Linked DNA regions of Mus musculus: region 2 is linked to region 1. The links are chromatin contacts, called in public Hi-C maps. All regions are on one chromosome and are shown on one strand. The core of a region is the stretch at or near the end of the contact, and the rest is flanking DNA. Distances in the headings are between cores, read along the strand shown.

Region 1 (3,666 bases), core at 150-2,649:
CCGTCTGTGTTCTAACTTATTTATAAAAGGATGATGGCTGTATTTTGAGTTTCTGCTGGAAACTTCCATAAGGGGCAGCAGTTGAGGTTGGGTAGTGCTGGGCCCAGCTGAGCTGGCCTGGGAAATGGAGCCCACTGTCTGTGTCTCTTTTCTCCCACCTCATCCTTCTTCAGCCCCACCCAGCCCCCACTCCCTAGGCTCAGGTAGCTTGTTCCTTGGGGTGGGAAGGGAGCTAGGGAAGGGTCAAAGTGTGGACATTGAGAAGAGGAGAGGAAAGGAGCAAGAGCTGAACTCCTGCTGCCTGGTAGGCCCCACAAGGCCTAGTCTGGAAGCGTATGGAATCAGAAATAATCCTCAGTGTAAAATGTCTTGTGATTTTTCTCTGTGAATCCGTGGGTCTGGCTAGAAGGCCCAATGCTGTAAATATGGGGATAGTCTGGGTCAGGCCAATCACTTCCTCTCTCACCCATTTCGCTTCCAAGACCATTTGTAGTGAGCGGGTGGATGCTGTGCTACGTGTGAAATCTGTCTTTGCCAGGCCTGTCTCAGTGATTAGCTTTTGGTATGTCTGTAGCTTTCCTTGAAGTTGAATAAATGTTTCCCCCACTCCAGTGCCCTCTACTTGTCTTTTCTCAGAGGGTCTGACTCTTTCACCATCCAGCACAACCTGGTCTAAGACCATCTTCAATAAATCTAGGGCATAGGGAAGCCCACCAGAAATCCCTCAAAGCCACCTCACTCCCAGGCTTGGCCCACTGAGGCTTGATGAGGGGACTGAGAGGCCCAGGAACTTCACGTGGCCTTCAGCTGGACCCCATCCTGATACTCAGCGGGTATGGAAAGCCTTTGGAAAATGCTCCAGGAAGAGTAATTTGGGCCTAAATTCTGAGCAAGAAGGCCTCTGGTCCTTTGAGTCTGGTAAAGGCCTGCCCAGATGCCCTGTCTCCTGTTCCAAAAGCTCAAATGTTCAGCTCTGCCACCCACTAAGGGGGAGGAAATCTGCTTAGCTTCAAAGGTTTTTTTTTTTTTTGGTCACACTTGGCCTTCTCTATACTTTTCAAGGGGTTCTCCTATCCAGGGGTCCCGACTGACCTTCCCCTCTTGGTTAGGGTTTCTTCTGAAAGACCCCTGGCTCCCCCTCCAGCCTGGTCCAAAACCAGGGCCCAGTTTTCCTCCATCCAGTTGAGCTTCCACCCTGAGCATAAGAGTCAAGTCTGGACACTTACCGGTCAATCCCTTCCAGCTGGGCCCAACTTCTTACAGGACCTGTGGGGGGGGAGGGGGAGCCGGTGAAGAGATGGTGAGGGTCTTGGAGGCTGTTTTGGGTCCTCCTTCCCTCTCACCCCATGACTTTGTCCCCCTTTGCCGAAAGCAAACTACCCCAAAAGTCGCTATGACATTTAGATGTCAAATGGATAGGGGTTTTATCTCGAAGTTAGATCGTAAAAATCGCCGAGAAGTCAGACAGATACCCCTCACTGGCTCGAGAAAGTCACGTGAGGTCCATAAAGTTAGTTTTATGGTTTTGGGGAGTTGACACCGCGCGGTATATTTCACATTCTCCAGAATGTTAAGTGACACTTTAACTGCTCACTGTGGTGGGGAAGGGGGCAGAGGTAGGTGAGCGCTCTTCTAGCTTAGAGCAGCCCAAGAAGGCAGTGCCTACAGCCAGGCCCAGAACTCCACAGTAAGTCGCTTTCAGCTTTCGATTTCTCTCCTTGCAGTTTTGGGGCTTGGGACGGGAGAAGAGAATTTTGTTTCCAATAGGGCTGTAGAATGATACAGGGGAAATTTAACATTAAATATATATATCTAGTTCTGAGAAGTGGGGTGCCTGAAGTGAGGGCTTAGTTCTGTAAGGCTTCAGTGATGGGCGGTGTCTGGTGTTTATGTGCAAGAGCACTGGACTCTGTGGAGAAAGGGGGTCTTGTGGGGTCCATGTTCCTTCAATGTCTTTGGAAATTAGGGGACAAGAAAGAGGGATGTGGACTGCTGGGATAAAGGTTGGTGGGGGGGTGTCTTCAGAGAGATCTCCCTTAGTCCCAAGGAAAGAAACTTTATGGAATTTGTTTGGGGTGTGTTGGGGGCACACTCCGCGCCCCCCCCCCCCGCAGGTCGTTTTTTACCTGGATACATTTAGAGAAAAGGATAGGGAAGGTGGCTGCTGTGGGCTACCTTGCCCTGAAATGTTTTCTGGGTTTTTAACGTCTGCCCCTGCACTCTCTATGGTCTCCCCAGGGTTATCCAGAATTCCGGGAGCTCGGTGCTTTTTATACCCAACTTCATCCTGTTGGTCTTAAATTGATTTCTTTTGGTGGTCTCTTAAGAAGGAGCTTGAGTCAAAATGAGGAGCGGATTGGGGGGTAGGCGGTTCATAGCCTTCAGTTGCAAACCTAATTCCCAACCAGGGGTCTGAAAGATGAGAGCTTCTCTCCAGGTCTGGAAGACAGAGGTGTGTCTAACTATAGCCTGCCACAAATACAGCCTGCCCAGGAACATAGATCCCCAAAGAGACTCAGGTGTTAGTCTTTCTCTTTCCTCTTCTGCCCTCTCCGGGACTCTGAATGCTCTCTTTGTTGTGTACCACTGTAAACCAGAGGGATTTCCACATTTGGACCCCACCATGGAAAACTTGTTTTCTAAGGAAAAGTCAGTCTTCTTCTAACAGCTAGAATCCTCTTACGGATCAAATGGCTGTGTCTCCTCCATGCTTTTCATTGAGATCTCTGGGGCCAGTGACTCAGGTCCTGCTTCCCAAAAGCTCACTGTCTCTAGGTTCACCAACTCCGGTGGATAATTCCTAAAACAGGACTTAGCATTTTGAGGGGCTGTGATCTCTGACAAAGAAGGGCCACAGGGTCTCCCTGTTTCCCATTGAGGGGATAGTGATGCTCTAGCCCTTCTTGTTCTACCCCACCCCTTGCTCTTTCTCTGTTTTTTTTTTTATTTGTTTTTTGTTTTTGTTTTTGAGCCCACTATTCCTTGCCCACATCCAAAATTACTGGAGAGTCTCAATGGGCTTTAGGATCAGAGGAAAGAGACCAAGGGCATGGGAGCCTCACCCTAGCTTAAAGATGCATCTCTCAAAGAACGATGGACATTTACACCCCTTGTAAAGGACACTCTTTTCCACTCCCAAAGGATCAAAGGATGCCAGCAACACTTAAAATATGAATACGCTTTGGAGGTTTGGCTTCTGAGGGCTTCAAAGCAGTTCAAAGAAGTGCAGAGGAGGTGTGCAGCAGTAGCAGAGTCTAACCTGGGGGTTCCATGGGAATCGTTTTTTTTCCTGGCTCCTGGCCTCAGTCTATCTTGCTTTCCAGATCCTTTCAGGGTCCTGAGCCCCAGATAACCAGGCTTGTCTCTGAAAAGATGCACCCCCCCTCCTACACTTTGCATGTCAGTTTAACAAACTCTGATAGAATGTTCAAGGCCAACGGCCTTGAGACATCTATGAAGCATGTTTGAATAGATTTTTTCAGAATGGCAAAGAACAGTTCTGGTTGCGGGTGCCTACGTGGAAGGTCTCTAAGCAGATCTTGGAGAACAAGCCCTAGTGGGCTTTCTCTTCTGCAGCTTGGTTTTTCTGGAGCATCTGCTCTTTGACCTGTAGCCAGGGCAAGTTGGGGAAGAGGATGAGGTGTACATGGGGTATAACGAACTCTC
Region 2 (3,615 bases), core at 617-3,116, 270 kb after region 1:
GATGCAAATACACAGCCCGTCTCCAGGACATGGCCACACATCCCTCTTGCAAAGCCCTGACCTGTTTACAAGAAACGATCAAATGCAAGCTAAAGGCAACAGGAAATAGCTAGGAAAGTTGCCTGAGTTTGTTCGTTTTCTCTCTCTCTTTCTCTCTCTCTCTCTCTCTCTCTCTCTCTCTCTCTCTCTCTCTCTCTCTCTCTCTCATTCAATTTCCCCTTAAACTTGACAAAGTGGAACCAAAATTCACCCTTGTCTTGGACATTCTTCTGATACAAAGGCTCTATTCTCCCTTTTGATGCTTGTAGAACTTCCATTAAGGTTGACGGTAAACTCTTGCATGGGATAAAAAAAAAGAAAAAAAGAAAAAGAAAAAGAAAAAGAAAGAAAGAAAGAAAGAAAGAAAGAAAGAAAGAAAGAAAGAAAGAAAGAAAGAAAGAAAGGAGAAAAATCTGCCCCTCTTCTTTACCCTGGTATAATTTTTAAAGGGACAACAATAAGAACAATGGCACAGAAGACATGCAGTGGTAAAGGAAGCCTGGCTTTAAACAGTCTGGAGTTCCCCTAAGTGTCACCTCAATACATTATACTCTGTAAAACAGTGTAGGAAGTATCTTATGAGAGAAGTGTGTATAAGACAAAGTGCATAGCTGCTTTAAAGTGAACCAGGAAAGTTCTTGCTCAACCATTTCCACTCCACCACTTATTAAATCGCCCCCCGTGCAATGACGTTATTCCTGGTTGAAGACCAAGTAGCGTAACTAGTTACAAAAGATGTTTTTCCACTCCATACTGGGGCTTGTATGTGTGGACAGGCAACACCACCCACAAGGACCTGGCCAAAGTGGGATAATGATCCAAATACTGCTTTAATGTTACACGTGATTCATGAAGCACAATGCAGAGCTCTTTCAGATATAAACACCCACGATCAAACCCCACTTGCTTGTGTCTCCCTTTGAAAGAAAGAAACTCCTGCTAGAAAGCAGGACAAGCAGGCATGTGATGAAAACCCACCCATAGTTCTGCTCATGAATTTTCTTGTGTTTATCACGTCTGCTGCCTGGATGGGCTTATTATCCTGGGGTTTCTTCTCGAACAGCTCTGTCTTTTTGTCAGACTCTGTGTTTTCTGTCTGTAAACTCTAAGGTACTTGCTGAATTTTAAAGAGAAAGGAGAAAGAAGACAAGGGAGAGGTGGGGGGAAAAACATCCTCTCTGATTCAGATTGTGATTGGTAAACTTCTCTGGAATAAACATGAGGCCCGTGAGCGGAGGAGAACTCAGAGACAGGTGCCTCCAGTAACTGAATGGGTTGGCAGGGAGGCTGAAGGGCTGAGGCAGTTCACACTTTGGTTAAACTCTTACAACTAAAAATTCCACCCTGGTAAAATTCAGAAGTTCAAGGAACAACATCACCATGATATTAACGACCTCTGAGGGCATCTAGAGTTCAGAGTTCACCCTCTATTTACAACATACTCTGAGGCTGCTCCACCTCCTACGCCTCGCTTTAAAGGGGAGGGGGGCGATTATTTAGGACATCATGACAGTCGGCCTGGCTAATTTTTATACAAAAACAGAGACAGTGGGAAATATAACAGTCAAGTATTAGGAATGGATAAAACGGGGGGGGGAGCCCAATCTTAGGAGAAGTTATCCCCTGAACAGTTCAAAGTTCACTCTTTGTTCACGTATAATGAAGAGTCTTCAGTTATCAGGTATTTAAACCCAAGTCAGCAGTTCCATATCCGTAACCTGAGCCGAGTGTTCCTCCACCTAATGGCCACGCTGCTGTCGTTTGCAGCGAGTTGGGTGACAATCGATTTGTACTCCGAGACGGGAACAGATGGGCTTTCATTGTGAGACTCCGCCTGTATGCAAATGTGAACGGAGTTTCACCCGATCCAGGGGTCTGACCTGACCGTGCACATGCATTTACTCAACGTGGCTCAGCCTGGGGGGGGGGGCAGCGAAGGGGGAATAAAAAATGGCAATCGGATAGTACCAGCGGCAGGTCAAGTTTACCATCCGTCTTTCAGCGGGACTGAGATGGCAACACAGTTATTTAGTTTCAGTGTTGATGTGCGTTGCAATAAACTCCATCATTTCACCTGTTTATGAACCCGGCCTTGTATGAGATCTCTGTGAATTCAAACAAAGCTGGCAATCAACCCTCTTGTTTCCAGCAGAATGGGGGATTATGGACTTTAAAGATAAATAAATAAATAAAGCATCCTTGTATCTCCCCTGTCTTCACATGCATAAATCAATATTCCTTTCCTTCTGGCTCCTTTTATTTCTTACATTGACTTTATTAATTTCTTATTTGGAGGAAACAAAATACATCCCCCCAAAATGCTCTTCATTTCAAATGAAGAAATATGATCATTAATGTCAGAATAAACAACCAGCATTTTAGATGTCAATTAACTGTTTTTGCATGTACACAGCAATGTACAGCCCCTAATAAATCTTACAATTAAATGTGCAGCCCTTCATTAGAGTGGAAATATGAACAGCTGTAATCATACACATTCTATTGACAGAGAAAAATTTGGTTCCATTTGTAATTTTTCACATTGGGAAAGAATGAGAGACGGATTGGGACCATGATTGCTTTTATAACTGTGGGCTTTTTAAACTTCCCATGTACAGGATAACAAACCAGTGTCTTTGACTTGGGGGTCTAACAGCAGTGATTTGCTTCTATTTTCTTCTCTCATGAAAGTAAATTTCTCTTGGGAAACATATAAGCCTTTGGCTAGAAAACCCATAGGACAAATACCCCCAAAGTGAACCAAATAACGAATTGCTGCTTGCTTCGGTACAGCTGTTCATGGCCGGGTTCTGTTAACTGATGTCTGGGATTGGCATTAAAGTCAGTTGGGGAGGGGGGGAGAGTTGCTAAGAATATAAAGAGAAAGTTGAGACATTCCGCAAAAACTGCTTCTGGCAACCAAACACACTGCTTCTAGCCACACAGGAGCCTTGCCATAATAGAAAGGGAGTCTTCTGAAGTTGTGTTTGCACAAGTAGAGGCAAAACCAAGATGAGAGCCCTTCAAAAGCAAGGTGCCGAATTGTCTCTCCCATAAGGGTTCCTCTCTACTTACTCTGATCTCCTCAGGACAGCATGGAGAAGCAGTTCTCGAGAGTTAGGCTTGAGATAATTCCAATGAGAAATGAATGATCAAGACTTGGGCTAGCATTTGTCTGCCGGGCACTCAGAGTAGCTGACAGGGATAATAACGAGTAAGGAGTTGCATAGCAGCGTAGCAAGCATTAAAAACTGTCATACTGCGCTCCGTGACTATTGAACATTGATTCAATTACCTTGCATGGTCTCTGTATATGTATTTCAAAATAGATGGGAGCCTCTAAAATACCATATATGTGAACATACATGTATATATACATACCGACACATAGGTATTTATATCTCTGTTATCTAGATCGTTCCTTATACAAACAAAGATTTATGTTAATGCAAGATTTTGTGTCTACAGAAACCTTAGCTAGTGGTTGAATTATGAGAGGCCAGTTTAAGTTAAGGATATCATTTATACCTTTTGAAAATTTACTGGAGAATTGTCAAGGCAGTGCCTAACAGGGTA

The links. A called contact is a pair of places that touch in the nucleus more often than the background predicts.
Region 2: a Hi-C map of stem cell-derived motor neurons shows a contact between it and region 1, with 2.2 times the contacts expected there. The contact joins the enhancer-like site here to the promoter of Hoxb5os in region 1. A contact is called at or near these places in 12 of 39 promoter capture datasets (the C10 cell line, the HPC-7 cell line, cranial neural crest and 8 more), 5 of 15 datasets of contacts at CTCF or cohesin (the NIH/3T3 cell line, embryonic stem cells, large pre-B cells and 2 more), 19 of 484 Hi-C or Micro-C datasets (CD4 T cells, CD8 T cells, LSK cells and 8 more), 25 of 115 datasets of contacts at active chromatin or transcription factors (CD8 T cells, Th17 cells, bone marrow-derived macrophages and 17 more) and 3 of 9 other capture datasets (adipose tissue, liver and pancreatic islet).

What each region holds. Positions count from the first base shown.
Region 1 is chr11:96,305,511-96,309,176 of GRCm38.p6, forward strand. It overlaps Hoxb5os (homeobox B5 and homeobox B6, opposite strand), which reads right to left and starts at 1,400. Exons shown (of 3, transcript NR_131758.1): 1 at 1,227-1,400. It overlaps Hoxb5 (homeobox B5), which reads left to right. Exons shown (of 2, transcript NM_008268.2): 2 at 1-611. It also overlaps a transcript of Hoxb3 not described here.
Region 2 is chr11:96,577,240-96,580,854 of GRCm38.p6, forward strand. The region is part of intron 4 of Skap1 (src family associated phosphoprotein 1); the gene reads left to right. Among named protein-coding and RNA genes, the nearest start is that of Gm38960, 39 kb to the left of the region's middle. Within about 2 kb of position 1,867, at least 19 of the 459 cell types and tissues checked have an H3K27ac peak or open chromatin away from gene starts, as enhancers often do. A contact at or near this core is called in pancreatic islet and stem cell-derived motor neurons, where this site is marked.